Linked DNA regions of Zea mays: region 1 is linked to region 2. The links are chromatin contacts, called in public Hi-C maps. All regions are on one chromosome and are shown on one strand. The core of a region is the stretch at or near the end of the contact, and the rest is flanking DNA. Distances in the headings are between cores, read along the strand shown.

Region 1 (7,175 bases), core at 3,439-5,938, 370 kb after region 2:
CAGAAGAAAGCCAATTGACTGCAGAATATGACAAGAGAAGAGCCATTTCACAACCTGAAGAGCCTCAAGCTTCTGCACAATCTCAAAGCATTGGCTCCAGATCTGAAGGGAGGCGCAGCCGATCTGGAAAGAAAGGGAAAAAGAGACCTGCTCGCCGTAGATCACAACAGAAAATGGATGAATTGTCAACTGTAGAAGGTGGAAGTAACTATTCTTCACGCAGAGACGATGATAACCAAGTGTTAAGTTCTAGTTCACGATTTGCATCGCCTGAGGACTCAAAAAATAAACAGAAGTCTTCTGTTGAGTCTCCAATGGAGATAATTTCTGAAAATAAGTTGCCTGTAGGGCTTGGTAGAAGGCCTCCTGAAAAGCTAAAAGAAGGTTTTGTTATTGCTCTAAAGACAAGAGACAATTCAGGTTTTTATGTTTCAAGAGAGAGGGTCACTGGCGGTGGATGGTATCTTGATGTGATACCAAATGCCACAAAGAGGGATCCTGCTGCTCAGTTTTTAGTCACTTTCAGAAACAAGGTGGTGTTATTGTTTGTTTCCTTTCTTTTTCTATCCTTTGCTGTTACTTGAACATCCCATTAATTTGGATATGTGCACATACATATACTGATAATATGTTATATGACCGTCAGGACACTATGGGATTGCGATCTTTTGTTGCTGGAGGCAAACTATTACAGGTATCGCCTTTTAAATTACTGTTATTAGAAAGTGAGCTCAATATTCCTATGTTTCCAGAGTTAGTGAAGTAGGGAGGATACTAGTTAAGCAGCTATGCTCTGTTTGTGTTTGGTAGTAACTGATGAATGTTATTGACATGCATTCACATCTGTATTGATCCTATGACTATTGGTACCTGTAGAATATTGTAAGTGCTTGATATATTGCATAGAGGAGTGGGGTACATATATATAGAGACTTAACCCTAATGGGCCGGCAGCCCAACAGTGGTGCCGGCCCACACAGACACAGTCTAACATCCCCCTGCAGTCGCAATGGGGGCACCACACACGATGAGACTGGAGTAGAGGCCGAAGGTAGGAGTCGACGGGTTGAAATCCTCCCGCAATCGCAGAGTCGTGATGACGCGAATGTTGCGGCTGGAGTAGAGACCGGTGTGTGTTCCAAGAAGACGAGAGCCCCTGGATGCCGAGGTAGCCGAAATCGAGGTGATCGCGATCGGGAGACACGCAGCAGAAGCCTGTTCTTCGGGAGGGGTCGACGTTCGAGCGTTAACGGTCGGCGAGGGCGGCACAACAAAAGAGCACCAGCAAGGCGACCTTGCTTCTTCGATCGTCCGGACGTCGAGGAGCCCCGCCAGGGAGGCCGACGGCAGTGCACGCGTCTGCACCGGTCATGGTGTCCGCGCCCGCGGCAGAATAGAAGGGGTAACGACGATCTGGCCGGGAAGGCCACGACAGCGACGGATCCAGCCGGGAAGGCACGATCCGGTCAAATGGACGGCGGAACGAGCCGGGAAGGTCGCAGCAACGGTGAATCCGACCGGGAAGGCCACGACAGCGACGGATCCTACGAAGGCGATGAAAGGGTGGGCGGCGGGGCAGGTCCAGCCGGGCAGGGGGCCGCGCCGGATCTGGCAGGACGGGTTGACGATGGCGACGGGAGGGGCGTGAAGAGGCGCTGTTGGGCGAAGATGCCGAGACGGCAGCACGCCCCCTAAGGTCCTTCCGCAACCGGTGTTGAGCGGCGGCGGATCGGGGCGGCCGATAGCACGGGGAGGCCACGTGTCCGCGGTCAAGAGGCCACAAGGGGTGGCTGCGACGCGGCCTGGAGGGGGCGCGCCAAGGGCGGCGCGGATCGTGGCCGCCGGCTGCACGGGGAGGCGACGCGGCCAAGGGATGGGGCGCCGGAGGACGCACACACGAACGCACAGGGAGGGGCGCTGTCCAAGCGCGCGAGCGTCGGGGCTCGTCCGTGAACTCCGGCGAGCGGCACCGGCGCGCTGGCAGCGGCTGCCCCGACACGCGAGTGGGAGGTGTGGATCCGATCAGGGTGGGGCGACCGCGTGGAGGGAGCGCGCAGGGGCGTTGGCGGCGGCACAGCCTGGAGGGGCGCGCTCCGCGCCGTGGCCGGGGAGGGGCGACCGCGTTGTGCAGGGGCCTACGCCGAGCTAGGAGAGGAGAGAGAGCAAGCTTGCGCTAGGGGAACTACCGTGCGCGGCGGCCGACGACCGGTGGAGGAGGTTGGGGGCAGGGCGGACGTCCGCGTCGGGAGCGGGGGTGGCCGGGGTCGTGCCCGCCAGAGGCCGGCGGAGGAGGAGCGGAGCCGGCAAGCAGAGGAGGGGCGGTGTTGGAGGCGAGCTGCAGAGGCGACCGGCGATGACCTCCATGGCCGGCGAGGGGAGGCTCGAGGTGCAGTTTGAGAGGGCCGGCGGCTAGGGTGTGGCCGCCCTCGGGAGGGAAGGATGAGCCTCCCGGGGGGCGGCGGCTGGTCCTAGGTGTGGAAGCAGCCGGCGGCTAGTGTGGGAGGTGGTAGGAGAAAGCCTAACCCTAATCCTTGGATACCATGTAGAATATTGTAAGTGCTTGATATATTGCATAGAGGAGTGGGGTACATACATATAGAGACTTAACCCTAACCCTAATGGGCCAGCAGCTCAATAGTGGTGCCGGCCCACACACAGTCTAACAATACCTTTATTCCATGTTCTCAGTTATCTAATTGACTGCAGGATTTGTTCAAAAGGTGTAGTGTTGCTATCTGCTAAACTGCTCTCCTTGTTTCATCCTTTTTGTTGTTTTTGATGATGTACATGTGCACTTTATCATACTTGATTTGTAGCTTCAAGCTTAAAAGGTTGAGAATCGTAGCTACCATGTTTGGTTTGTACTAAATTACTAATTACCCATGCATATAACCCCATATTCAGTGTATTAGGAATTGAAAAGATATCTCCAGAGTTCCCATATCTTATCTGCATTTAGTGTACACTACAGTCTACAAGGCGTCTTTGTTCAATTGGCAACCAAAATAAATGGGGGGTGATTCATGAGACAGACAAATCTAATGTGGAACATAAAGCAGATTAATTAGTCCATTACGGGCATGTAGCCATCTCATGTTTGTCTAAATAACCTTCCAAGACAGTTTGTCAAATGCCAAATAAAAGAGAATGGGAAGTAAATGTGTTCATCTTCTAAAGTGAAATATTTGATCGCCGTTGATGTTTCTAAATGTTGGACTGTCTTTTATTGCATTGTCAGGCTAATAATAAGATGGAGTTCGTCTTCGCAAGTCATTCTTTTGATGTTTGTGAGAGCTGGATGCTGGAAGGGTGCCTTTCAGAATACTGCAAACTTGTTAATCGCAAAAATGCTATGGTACGTTCATTCATCCTTGCCATTCTAAGCAGGATAAACTTAACATACACAAATATCCCCAGTAGTCAGACGAAACGAACTACTTGCACTGATTCCATGTGTTGTTTATACCTTTCCTGGTGGTTAATTTTTTCTGAAGGCTGTACTTGGGGTCTATATTGAGGTCCTTGGAGCTCCGAGTGAAGATGGTGTCGTTCGGTGGCTTGATTAATACATCAAGGCTATGCTATATTTAGAGAACATTTTAAGGCTATGTTGTTTCTATAGAACAATTTAGGCTTATGCTGCCAACTGCTATCCTCGGGTTAGGTCTTCTCTGAGTCTCTCTTGCCAAGTCTCAGTTTTGGCTGTTCTACTGCATCTGCATGGACATGGACTCGCAACGCAGTCTTTTTTAGTTTGTTTGTTTTTTTACTGTCTGTTTGTTGTAAGCTGTGTCTATTGTATTTTAATTATACAGTGTGACAAGCAATCGCTATTATAGTATTCTCTATTCAAAATTCAGTACTTGTGTATTACTCAGCTAATTTATATTTTCTTTTTACTGAAAGGTAGGATCGATACCCCCAACGAATATTACATGATCAGTAGCAAGGTGCGCAAGATTTTCAGTCTCATGTCCAGCCGGTCATTTCTTCTTCTGCTTTGCCTTCTGCTTCTCAATCTCTTCCTGCCACAGCACGGGCCAGTTGGCCCGGGCCTCGTCGATGCCGAGCAGCGACCCTTCCTTGTCGGGGTCCCAGCTAGCCGACAGCGTGCCGTAGGCGATACCCAGCGCCGACGTGCCGAAGGCGACGAGGATGGTCAGCAATGGCACCCACGATGGCACCACCACCCCCTGGCCGCGCTTGAGCGCGTCGTACACGTTGAGCAGCGCGACGCCCGACGCCATGGGAAGGCCCACCGTGAACGCGATCCGGCGCAGGATGCGGTCGAACACGGGCTGCGGAAGCTCGTCGTCGTCGTCAACCTCGCCGTTGCTGCCGCCGCCGTCTTGCTTCGCCAGGGACGCTTCTTCCATCCCCAGGAGCTGCTGCTGCCGTTCCTGCACGTCCTGCTGCCGCCGCCGCTCCTGTTGCTTCTCCTTCCGGGTGGTCTTCTTGGACGGCGTCTCGCCGGAGCTGAAGCTGCTGTCCGTGGCCGCCGAGCGGATGGCTGGGGCGCGCCGTCGTTTAGAGAGCGGTGAGAGGCGGCTGTGTGTGGAGTTGAGAGCCCATGGGCGGTGGGGTGGTTTTGCGGTCGGGGTAGCCGCTTGGTGGAGTAAGGCGGCCATGGCTATCCTCCGCGTGGCTTCACCGTCGGAAACGACGACGAGCTCTCACGCGCGGTATGGTGTTTTAGTGCGTGGTTTCGCCGATGATAAATGGCCTTATCGCCTTGAGCGAGCTGTGGCGCGTAGTACATGCGTTGGAGATAAGATAATGCCTTTTGGTTTCGCATGACACAGATCGGCCGGCCCCACAGGAAAATATCTCGTGCGGACCCACAGCAAATATCCCAGGTCAGGAAACGCAGACCCTGCTGCTAGTGAAAAGGGCGATGTGAGGATATGAGATGGGGCTCAAGTCCGGGCCGTGTATGGGGAGGAGGCCCAAGCTGGACAAATTTTAGTATCCAGGCCAGCTCAAAAAAGAACATGTTTTTCAGTTTAGGGCCCGTTCGTTTGCATAGGAATAAACCTAGATTCGTTCCAGCTCATCAAAATTTATATAAATGAGAGAAATAATTTGGCTAGGAATTATTCCGGATCTCCAATCAGTGGAAACCGAACAGGGCCTTATAGTGCTCGGATTCAGGTACTGCGCAGCACCATGTGATGGTTCTTCCTTCACAAAGTGGCAACTGGCAACGCATAGCGGGCTGATGGAGGAGGATTAGCTGGTGGCACTGTTGTTGATGATCAAGAATACCGTATGCCTGTTATTAACCAAAGGTGTCACATACGTACAATCTTACAAGGCAAGAGATCTCAACTTGTACCAAAAACATCTTGCTATTATTAACATCCCTCCCAGTGTCCTGTCCCTGTCCCAGACTGCTGCCCTGCCTCCCATCCATCACCTGCTGTGTTCGCGTTCGTAGCTATCCGACTCCCGAGGAGACAGATCCCGCGCGAGCTTGAATTCCTGCAGGCATTTTCAAAGCGGTCACTGTCAGAGCGAGAACACCGTGAAGCTCAACCTGACATTACACACACGGGGCATCGCCGTACGTCTCTGAGAATCTGGTCGTCTTCGAGCATATGGACCACGTGCGCCATCGTGGGTCTCTGGCTGCCGTCCGGGTCCACGCACCGGAGCGCGGCCAGGACCGCCCGCTTCAGCGCCTTGGACGGCGGCGGCTCCGGCAGCCTCGGGTCCAGCACCTCCTCCACCCTCCGGTCGGCGACCATGCGCTTCAGCCACTCCACCAGGTTCACCTGAGGAGAGAAGAGCAGCAGCGATCTAGAGCATGTTTGGACACATGCATGGAGCTAACGAGCAGTAGCACATGCTTTCAAACACCAATTAGTGGTAGCCCACCTCGTCGGCTGGTCTAGTGTAGTCCACTGGAGTCCTGCCGGTCATGACCTCCATCGCGAGCACTCCGAAGCTGTAGACGTCGCTCCTCTCGTTCAACATCCCGGTCTCGGCGTACTCCGGCGCCACGTACCTGCAACGCACGCGGGAGACGATGACGAACTCCCTTGAACTGAAACAACAGCCCTCTCTCCCTGCGAAAAAAAAACAGAGAAAAAGCGACACCGACCCGAACGTTCCCACGACACGGGTGGTGACGTAGGACCTCTCCGAGCAGAGGAGCTTGGCGAGCCCGAAGTCCGACACCTTGGCGCTCCACTGCCGGTCCAGGAGGATGTTGCTGGACTTGATGTCGCGGTGAACTATCTTGGGCTCCAGACCCTCGTGGAGGTAGGCCAGCCTGAAACCTCACAAACTGTACATGAGTGTCTCCGTCTGCGTAGAAATCCAGGTTTCGACAGCTGTGACAAACTGGTACTACAGAGGACACAGGAGCAGAGGGCAGGCAGACAGTGTTGCTTTCAGACGCAACTCGCCACTCCCCCTAATCATGCCCATTAAAACAGCAAGACCAGTACTGCCGTGCCGTGTCAACAAAGTGCTAACGTTTTCTGGCCATCATAATTTCAGTCCGGAGGACATTAGATGGATGGGCAGGGCAGGCAGGCTAGTAGTGAAGAAGTACGGATAAAAGCAAAAAGAAAGCGTTGTTTTACCCTCTGGCCGTTCCAAGGAGTATGCGCATCCTGATGTCCCAGGTCAGTGAGCTGGTTTCGCTGTCGTCGTGGTGCAGCCACTTGTCCAGATTACTCTTCTCCATGTACTCGTAAACAAGCATCCTGAAGTGACGATGGGGGGGGGGGGGGGGGGGGGGGGGGGGGGGGGGACACAACAACTCTTTGGATCAACGTACTGCCGATGAGGTACATTCATGTCTCGTTTAGATACAATGGTAATGGTAATGGTAATTTGCACTGTACCTGCAAGCTCCCTCGCTGCAGTAGCCGAGCAAACTCACCAGGTTCTTGTGCCGGACGCGCCCGATTGTCTGAACCTCCATTCGAAAATCTTTCTCGGCCTGACCCCTGATCAAGTATACAGCAACTGATGATTTTTTTTTTGTTGTAAAATGATCGATTCATACGATCACTGGCGTGGCTAATTACGCGGTTCATCTGACACTGATCTGAAGAGTGGATAGAACTTGAATTTGTTTGTGTACACAGGAGGAAACGTGAAGCAATTTAATCCAAATCGAAACGTGCCAACCACCTCGATCTATTCTCGCGGGCATCAAGCAC
Region 2 (7,668 bases), core at 1,056-3,555:
AACATCTACAATACCAAACAAATCCACTGTCAAAATATATCACACGACGCCTGCGATGAATCTTCTTTGATGTAACAGACGTTATATATCTTTTTATACAAATTTGACCGAAACTAGAAAACCCTTTTACTTGTCATAGAATTAAATCGAGTCGCAGTTTATAACGGTCCAAGAGATCTATAGGATTTAGTGAAATCAGCCGAGTAGCTGGGGCGCAGTAGGTTGGTCAGTGGGCTGGCCATGCCACACGGCACCGGCGGTGGACCGGCAGATGGCCGGCCGGCCCTCAAGCTCAACAGAAGCACCCGAACGGTAGACCGCGGTCAACTGGTTCCTATGCACCCTATTAACTGCCATTGATCACATCGACGAAGCGGCGCAGGCTCAGCTGGGCCCTACCGGAGGTCCTAAATGCTGCAGTACGAAGAGAGTGGAGTGGAGTACCCTTGAGATCCTATTGATATGATGGTCTCCTCTGTGAGCTTGATTAGTACTAGCCCGTAGGTTTGTGCAAATCAAACCGAACCAATGGAATGGAGGAAGATGGCCATATGCGCGGCGTATCGTGAACCATGACCCAACAAAAACCTCTTGTTGGATGCAAAGAAAATGCCGTTGAGCCGGTCGGTCGCTGACCTAATTTCACCTCGCAGATGCGCACTGAACTCCTTGAATTTTCCCCTTATTATTACTGTTATTGCTACTACTACTACTACTTATTATTATTATTATTATTATTATTATTATTATTATTATTATTATTATTATTATTATTATTATTATTATTATTATTATTATTATTATTATTATTATTATTATTTCATCCACGTACGCGAGCGACGTACCTGTAGAGGGTGAAGACGCGGAAGGCGAGCTCCCAGAGGCGGTGGTGCTTGCAGAGCACGATGCTGACGGTGCGGCTGAGGTGCTCGTACCAGCAGGCCACGGAGGCGCCGAACGCGATGGCCGGCCACACCCGCCGCGGCGCCACCGTCCGCAGCACGTACTGCGTGCCGACCTCCCCGCGCGGCACCGGGAAGTACGGCTGCATTAGCGCTAGCGCTAGCGTCAGAGAGAGAGAGACAGAGAGAGCGCACGCGGAATGAGATGATGTCGAGAACACTACACGTACCGGCGCGACGAGCGTGAGGGACTTGACCGCGGCGGGGTACCTGACGGCGAGCGCGAGCGCGAGGATGGAGCCCAGCGAGTGCGCCACGATGTGGAAGGACTTGACCCCGTGGCGCTCGATCACGGACCGCTCGATCATCTCCACGTGCTCCCGCAGCGTGTACAGCGAGTCCGCCGGCTTGGGGCTGCGGCCGAACCCCAGGAGGTCCACGGCGAACAGCCGCCGCCGGGACCGCGCCTCGGGGCTCACGTGCGGGAGCACCGTCTGGGTCCAGAACCCCGACGACGAGATGAAGCCGTGGATGAACAGCACGTCCTCCTCCGTCGCCACGCCGCCGTCGCCAGCTGGTGGCGCCTCGACGTGCACGAAGAGGCGGCCCGTGTCCGCCGGGTTGCAGTTGGCGCAGTGGCAGTCGGACCAGCGCGGCGACGGGTACTTGTTGCTGCCGTCTCCGCCGGCCTTGCCCCGCAGCATCATCTGCACGATGGGGGCGGAGTGCACGGTGACCCCCGCCGCCGCGCGCCGCGGGGAGGAAAACGCCGCCCCCGCGACCGCGAGCACGGAGCGGCGGCGCGCGTACAGCGTGTCGGAGATGTCCTCGAGGTGCAGCCTGGTGGCGGACAGCATGCTGACCACCTTGGAGCCTCCCCGCTCCGACACGACGATCTTCCCACCTGCGGGGCCCGACGACGACGCCGGGGACGGGCGCGCGCAGTAGCAGGGCCGCCACGCGCCCTCCGCCACGTAGTCCGCCACCCTGTACGCCACGCACAGCAGCGCCTCCAGCGCGTCCAGCAGCAGGAACACCACGAAGCTCACGGCCTCGTTCGCCGCACGGCCGGCGGACGCCAATGCCGACCGCGCCGCGGCGCCCATATCGATCCACGCCGCCGCCGCCGCCGCCAGGAAGGCTCTAGCAGCGCAGGGAAGGTGGTGGCGGACCGGTGGTAAAAGGAGCAGAGGTTGCAGCGCAGCGAGCGGTGCGTGGCGAGTGAGTGAGAGTGAATTGATGGTGCTCCCGCATTAAAGCGCAGGGGTTGGTGGTAGTTGAACTGACACGGCCAACTGGTGCGCGCACCGCGCAAGGCTTGGCTTGGGCTCTGGACTGGAGCAGCGGGTAGCGCGGGCGGGCAGGCAGGCAGGCAGGCAGCCCGCCCAAGCTCAGCTCAGAGGCCATTCATAGCATAGGTAGACGGCCAGACGGTCCTTGCTTCCGTCTACGGGAGTCTAGAATGTGTTGCTGCCTGGTAGTAAAACGCAAGAAAGAAAAAATTAATGTTGAAATCAGAAACCATTGTTTCACTTGGTAAACTTGCCATGGCAAGATTCTTTACAGTACAGTACTCCTTTTTCCTCCTTGGAATTGGAATCCAACAAGTCAATGGAAACAACGAGACAGCGAGAGCACACGCGCGCCATTATTTTTGTTGTTCTGAGCCATTGTTGTTGGCGTCGCCGTTGACGCTCGGCCCTGATCGGCGGTCACGAAGCGCCATCGGACAGGACTCTTTCAAGGTACGTATATAATACGAAAACATGCACTATATACAGATGGAAATGATGTTTTTTTTCTGTTGCCACGTGTTCTGAACTTCTGACGGTATTCACACGTACGCACGCTCCGAATCTCCGAACCGGCTGCCCGATCGGTGTCCGCAAGGCACCACCTGCAAACAGGTGTGCTAATGGATCGCAATCCAAATATTTTTTCGTAAAATAATAGAGGTCTAAATAATTTTTAGTTTAAAAATAAATAGAAATATGGTCCAATCCTAAAATGGTCTAATCCTTAAATCTTTTAGTTTTAGAAGCTATAAAATCGAAAAGAATTAGAAGGGTTAGATTCCCCTTCTTATTTAATTTTAAATAAGAAAGAGAATCAAGTCCATCCAATCCCCCGGTTTTCTCGCTCCCAAACTAAAATTTAGAATTTATTGTTATTTCTAACTACACGCAAGCTATTTGCCACGTCTGCAATTCTGTTTTCTCGGGATATACGGGCTCCAAATACGATTCTCAAGTAGTACTCGCAGCCAGAATGCATACGCGCGTTTTTTTTGAAAGAGGGGAACGTGGCCGAACATTTGCAGGAGCGTTCCGTAGTTCGCACATGGCTTTGTAGTGTGTGCGGTGTAGCTGCATGCTGGACCGGAGGATCACCCTTGTTCTTGTTCACCTAGGCGTCTAGCTAGCACGTTGCTGCTCGCACTAGCCAATATCGGATTCGTCTACGTCCGTATATCTGGAAAAAAATTCGCGACTCAACACCATGCATCAACTGTCCTTGTTTAGATCACTACAACAGCTACAGTCATTTTCGGCGGCTTCTGGCCGCCAAAAAAAACCGGCGGCCAGTGTCTGGCCGCCGAAAATAACTTATTTTCGGCGGCTGGCTACCTGGCCGCCGAAAATAACAGTTTATTTTCGGCGGCTAGCCAGTCAGCCGCCAGAAATAACAACTGCCGAAAATAAAATACCTATTTTCAACGGCTAGAGGGGCCGCCGAAAATTACTAATTTCAGAGCAAAAAAAAAAAATGAAAAAAAATGCGAAAAATAACAGAATTTCATACAAAATTCATACAATAACAGAAATTCCATACAATCACAGAAAATTCATACTTGAGTTCACAACATAAAACTTGAGTCCATACAAATATAAAGTCCACAAATAGTCCATACAAACATAAAGTCCACAAAATAGTTCATTACAACACAGTGCGACACAAAGCTAACTTAATCACACATTGGGGTCGTTGGAGTTGTGTCCACTACCTCCAGAAGCCAATAACTGGTCGACGAAGTCGTGTAACGGGGTTGGATCCTAAAAAAAAGATGACATTAATAACGGCATTGGTTACATGTATAACGACTATTCAAACAAATTGTTTCTCAAACTAACCTCTCCTGCATAAGCTCCCTCCCCTGCATAAGCTCCTGGTGCTGGTATGACCGGTGGTGGCGTGTTGTGGCCCATGACCCCGGATCCCTACAAAATCAAGTTTAGTAAAGATTTGACAATTAGGTTGATACAAACGACAAGTCTTAACTAAATTGAATAACCTGAGGTGGAGGTGGAGGTGGCGGAGCATGTAATCCCCACTGAGGCATCGGCGGCTGAAATTGAGGGAAAACAAATGGTTGCTGTTGTGCCTGCTGTGGAAACCAAGACTGTTGCAAATATAATATATTAGTTATAGAACCAATATCGAGCGTGTTGAGAATAAATAAGACACTCACGTTCATTGCTTGTTGCGCCTGTGCGTTGTAAGCAGCCATGTACTCTGATTGCTGTTGGAGAAATGCCATTTGTTGTTGCCGCATCTCTTCACGAAACTTTTCTTGCTGCTCCCTCATAGCTTCCTCCATGCTAGATACAGAGCGGCGACTACGGCTGCTACTACCACAGCCCGCCTGCGACGAAGAGCCGCCACGAGAACGCAACTCCGTCGAATCGATAACACCGGTAAACATAGAATATCTTTAAGAACAAGAAAATTAGCTATTCGGTCGTAGTTTCAATATTATTGAAAACAATTCACAAGTTCATACCGTCCATGCGCCTTGCCGCCAAGTGAATGCACAACCTCAGCGTCGATGGTAGGCGCTCCTCGCCAATCGTAGTCTTCTCCATACTTCTTAACCATCTCCTGTCCATATGTCTCCTGCAATACAATATGAAGGTTCAACACACATGTAATTTATAGCTATATGGGAAGAAAACATTAATCATAACAACAACTAACCATACGCTCAACGGTCGCTTGACTACACAGCTCATCGGAGATTTCACTGTTTTTCGCTCGATGCCCTCTCCTATAAACATCGATTGGGCTTGGGACAACTCCAGTTTGAGCCTCCTGCAAATATATGAGTTCAATCCTATTTCATTTCTGAGTAAAACAGAATACTACATACTCACCATTCGCTTAGCCAACCGAATGTGTCCATCAGCCCCATAGGTATGGTTGACTACGACCTCATCATCGTCCTCGTCCTGCTGATGGCGCTGTCTATGTCGATTTCTGTTTGACTTCTCAATCCACTCGGGCGAAGCCCATATCTCACACAAAGCCTTGTAAGCCTGCGGCCGGTGTTCCATCCATGGAAGAGTTACCTGCATATAAAGCGTTAGCTCAAAATTACATTCACATCTGAATGAGCTGTTAAATTAGATTTTTACCTCCATGTACTGGTCTACAGTCAAGTAGACATCTGAATATTGTCGAAAGTTGTTGATAGAATGACCTCGGTGCTTCATGTACGCGTTCACAACCTGTAGACGAGCATTGGAAAATGCATCCCTGCACACCTTTTTCGCATTTTTCTCTAATACTCGGTCTGCATGCTCTTGAGCCTCAGGTTCCACACGATAGCGTCTCTGTCCAACATCGAAAATAAAATTAGTTCAAAAACAACTAATAAATGTTAGGTTGAAACAACTAATAAATGTTAGTTCGAAAAAATTACCCAAAAGTCGTGCTTGACGGCGCCTTGAGCTGTTCCATATGTAGCATGTGGAGCCAGTACGAAGTGCGACCAGCTAGTGCAAGGAACCACCACACCTTTCGGGTCGGTGACAATTCCTGGGTTATGTAGACGACAGAGGTTACCTAAGACTTGATTAACCTGTCTATGGTGACCTCGACCGTCAAATGACGTGTCTTCCCATTGGCTGCATGACAAAAAACAAGAAAGTCATGTCATATATATAGTGTAAAATAAACAAATAAGTAAGAACAAAGTGGCCAAACGTGAGTACCTATCACCAACCGGAATGATCAGTACTCGAGCTTCAGATTGTGCAGGCGCCGACGGAGGTAGGACAAAGTGGCCCTTCCGAGTGCCCCTTCGTCGAACGACAGGAGCCTCGGTGGTATCGTCATCCGCCTCAGCATCTAAGCCCTCATGGGCCTGCTCGTCCTCCTCGTCATCCTCCTCATGGGCCTGCTCGTCCTCGTCCTCCTCCTCATGGTGTTGCACCTCCTCCTCGTCGTCCTCCTCTTCCTATGCACATGAAATAGAGACACGTAAAAATTTACATAAACATTTACATAAGATCATTTATATAAGTGACTGACAAATAAGATCAATTGCATAAACATTTACATCGGTAGTCCGTTGTAGAGCGATAGGTGTATCACGTAGTTCTGGCCGAGCGTGTCTCAGCAACGCCTCCTGTCTGCTCTGGCTAGAAGAACTCCCTTGGAAAAGGGAACGTGCACCAGGGAGTATCCTGCTAGCCGCATTAAGAAACCCCCTAGCAGTGCGCTTTGGTTTATTCCTACCACTCATCCTGTTCAATAGAAAAACATTAAATGTATTAGCTCCATAAAATTAAGTGAACTAACAAAAAATCAAATAATACATCACATAATATGAAATTTTGCATTACACATCAAAATTCATCAGAATCACGATCAAGGAGTCTTCTTCGATCCAAAGCTCGCAATGTGGCTTTTTTGTTCCTTGGATTTCGTTTTCGTTTCGGTGCAACACACTCATCAGTAGTGACATCGTTACGGTCTCCGACTAGTGAGTTCAGTGCAACACCCTCATCGATAGTAAAAGTAGTTGGCAATTCTTCTTCTTGATAAACATCATCAGCCTGTTCGTCTTCGAATTGATAACCAGCAGTGCAAGGAGTATGTAAACGTTCCCTAGGGTTCACCTTATGAACTACCCACCATGCTTCAAACTTCGGATTTGGGTACGACATATAGTAGACCTGCTCGCACTGGTGTGCAAGGATAAAATTATCATGGCCTCGAAGTCGTTCCTTGTGCTTTACTTCAGTTATACCATATTGACTTTGTCTAATCCCATTAGTGCTGTCAAACCAATCACATAGAAAGAATACTAATTTCAAAGGTTTGTTCCCTGCAAAATTAAACTCTAGGATGTTTTGAATGATGCCATAATAATTAGTTTCTCTGCCGAGTGCATCGAGTGCCCTAGTCAGAACTCCAGTGTTACGTGTGGCTGCACGAGGCCGAGACTTTTCAAATTGGTCTGAACGAAAACGAAAGCCATTCACATCGTATCGACCAAATGTTCTGCAAGTGACCATCCCATAAGATAGTTGTCTCAAGTCCTCGTGTATGTTAGGAGTCTTTGTGCACTGCAAATAATATACAGTTAAAATGACTACCTCGCGTAAAAGGCTAAATGACATGAAAGTAAGGAATATAGAGAGTTTACATGCTCGCGAAACCAGTCAACAAAATTAGGTCTTCCTTGCCTCCCATGTCGTCGCATAGTATCTAGTTGTTTGCTTGTAGGCTGATGGGAATAAGTCCAATTTTCCTCGTCGAACTTACTGTACGACAAATAAGTAATTAAATATGGCTCCTTTGGTACAGAAATTAAGGGGTAAAATAAAGACTTACATGAAATATGGCTCCATCTCTTCCATATTAGAGTACATGTATAGCAATGCAGACATTCTTTCATCCATGCTAAGGTGGTAGAACGTGCCCTTACTAGTACTTGTGCCTCTCCATTGGAAAATGTTGAGATCACTAACAGGAGGTTCCT

The links. Hi-C and Micro-C count contacts between places; a contact is called where the count stands out from the background.
Region 1: a contact with region 2 is called in a Hi-C map of ear, with 7 times the contacts expected there. The contact joins the promoter of LOC100285356 here to the promoter of LOC103637402 in region 2. A contact is called at or near these places in 12 of 25 Hi-C or Micro-C datasets (bundle sheath, ear, endosperm and 6 more).

What each region holds. Positions count from the first base shown.
Region 1 is chr1:83,209,651-83,216,825 of Zm-B73-REFERENCE-NAM-5.0, forward strand. LOC100285356 (ABC-type Co2+ transport system, permease component) reads right to left here and starts at 4,689. Exons shown (of 1, transcript NM_001158248.2): 1 at 3,829-4,689. The coding sequence starts at 4,628. The coding sequence ends at 3,984. It overlaps LOC103637470 (C-terminal binding protein AN), which reads left to right. Exons shown (of 7, transcript XM_008659655.4): 4 at 1-533; 5 at 647-694; 6 at 3,239-3,355; 7 at 3,495-3,859. The coding sequence ends at 3,566. It overlaps LOC100384693, which reads right to left. Exons shown (of 6, transcript NM_001177169.2): 2 at 6,855-6,959; 3 at 6,591-6,713; 4 at 5,878-6,274; 5 at 5,568-5,774; 6 at 5,251-5,481. The coding sequence ends at 5,413.
Region 2 is chr1:82,837,932-82,845,599 of Zm-B73-REFERENCE-NAM-5.0, forward strand. LOC103637402 (alpha/beta-Hydrolases superfamily protein) reads right to left here and starts at 2,306. Exons shown (of 3, transcript XM_008659607.4): 1 at 1,133-2,306; 2 at 846-1,045. The coding sequence starts at 2,008.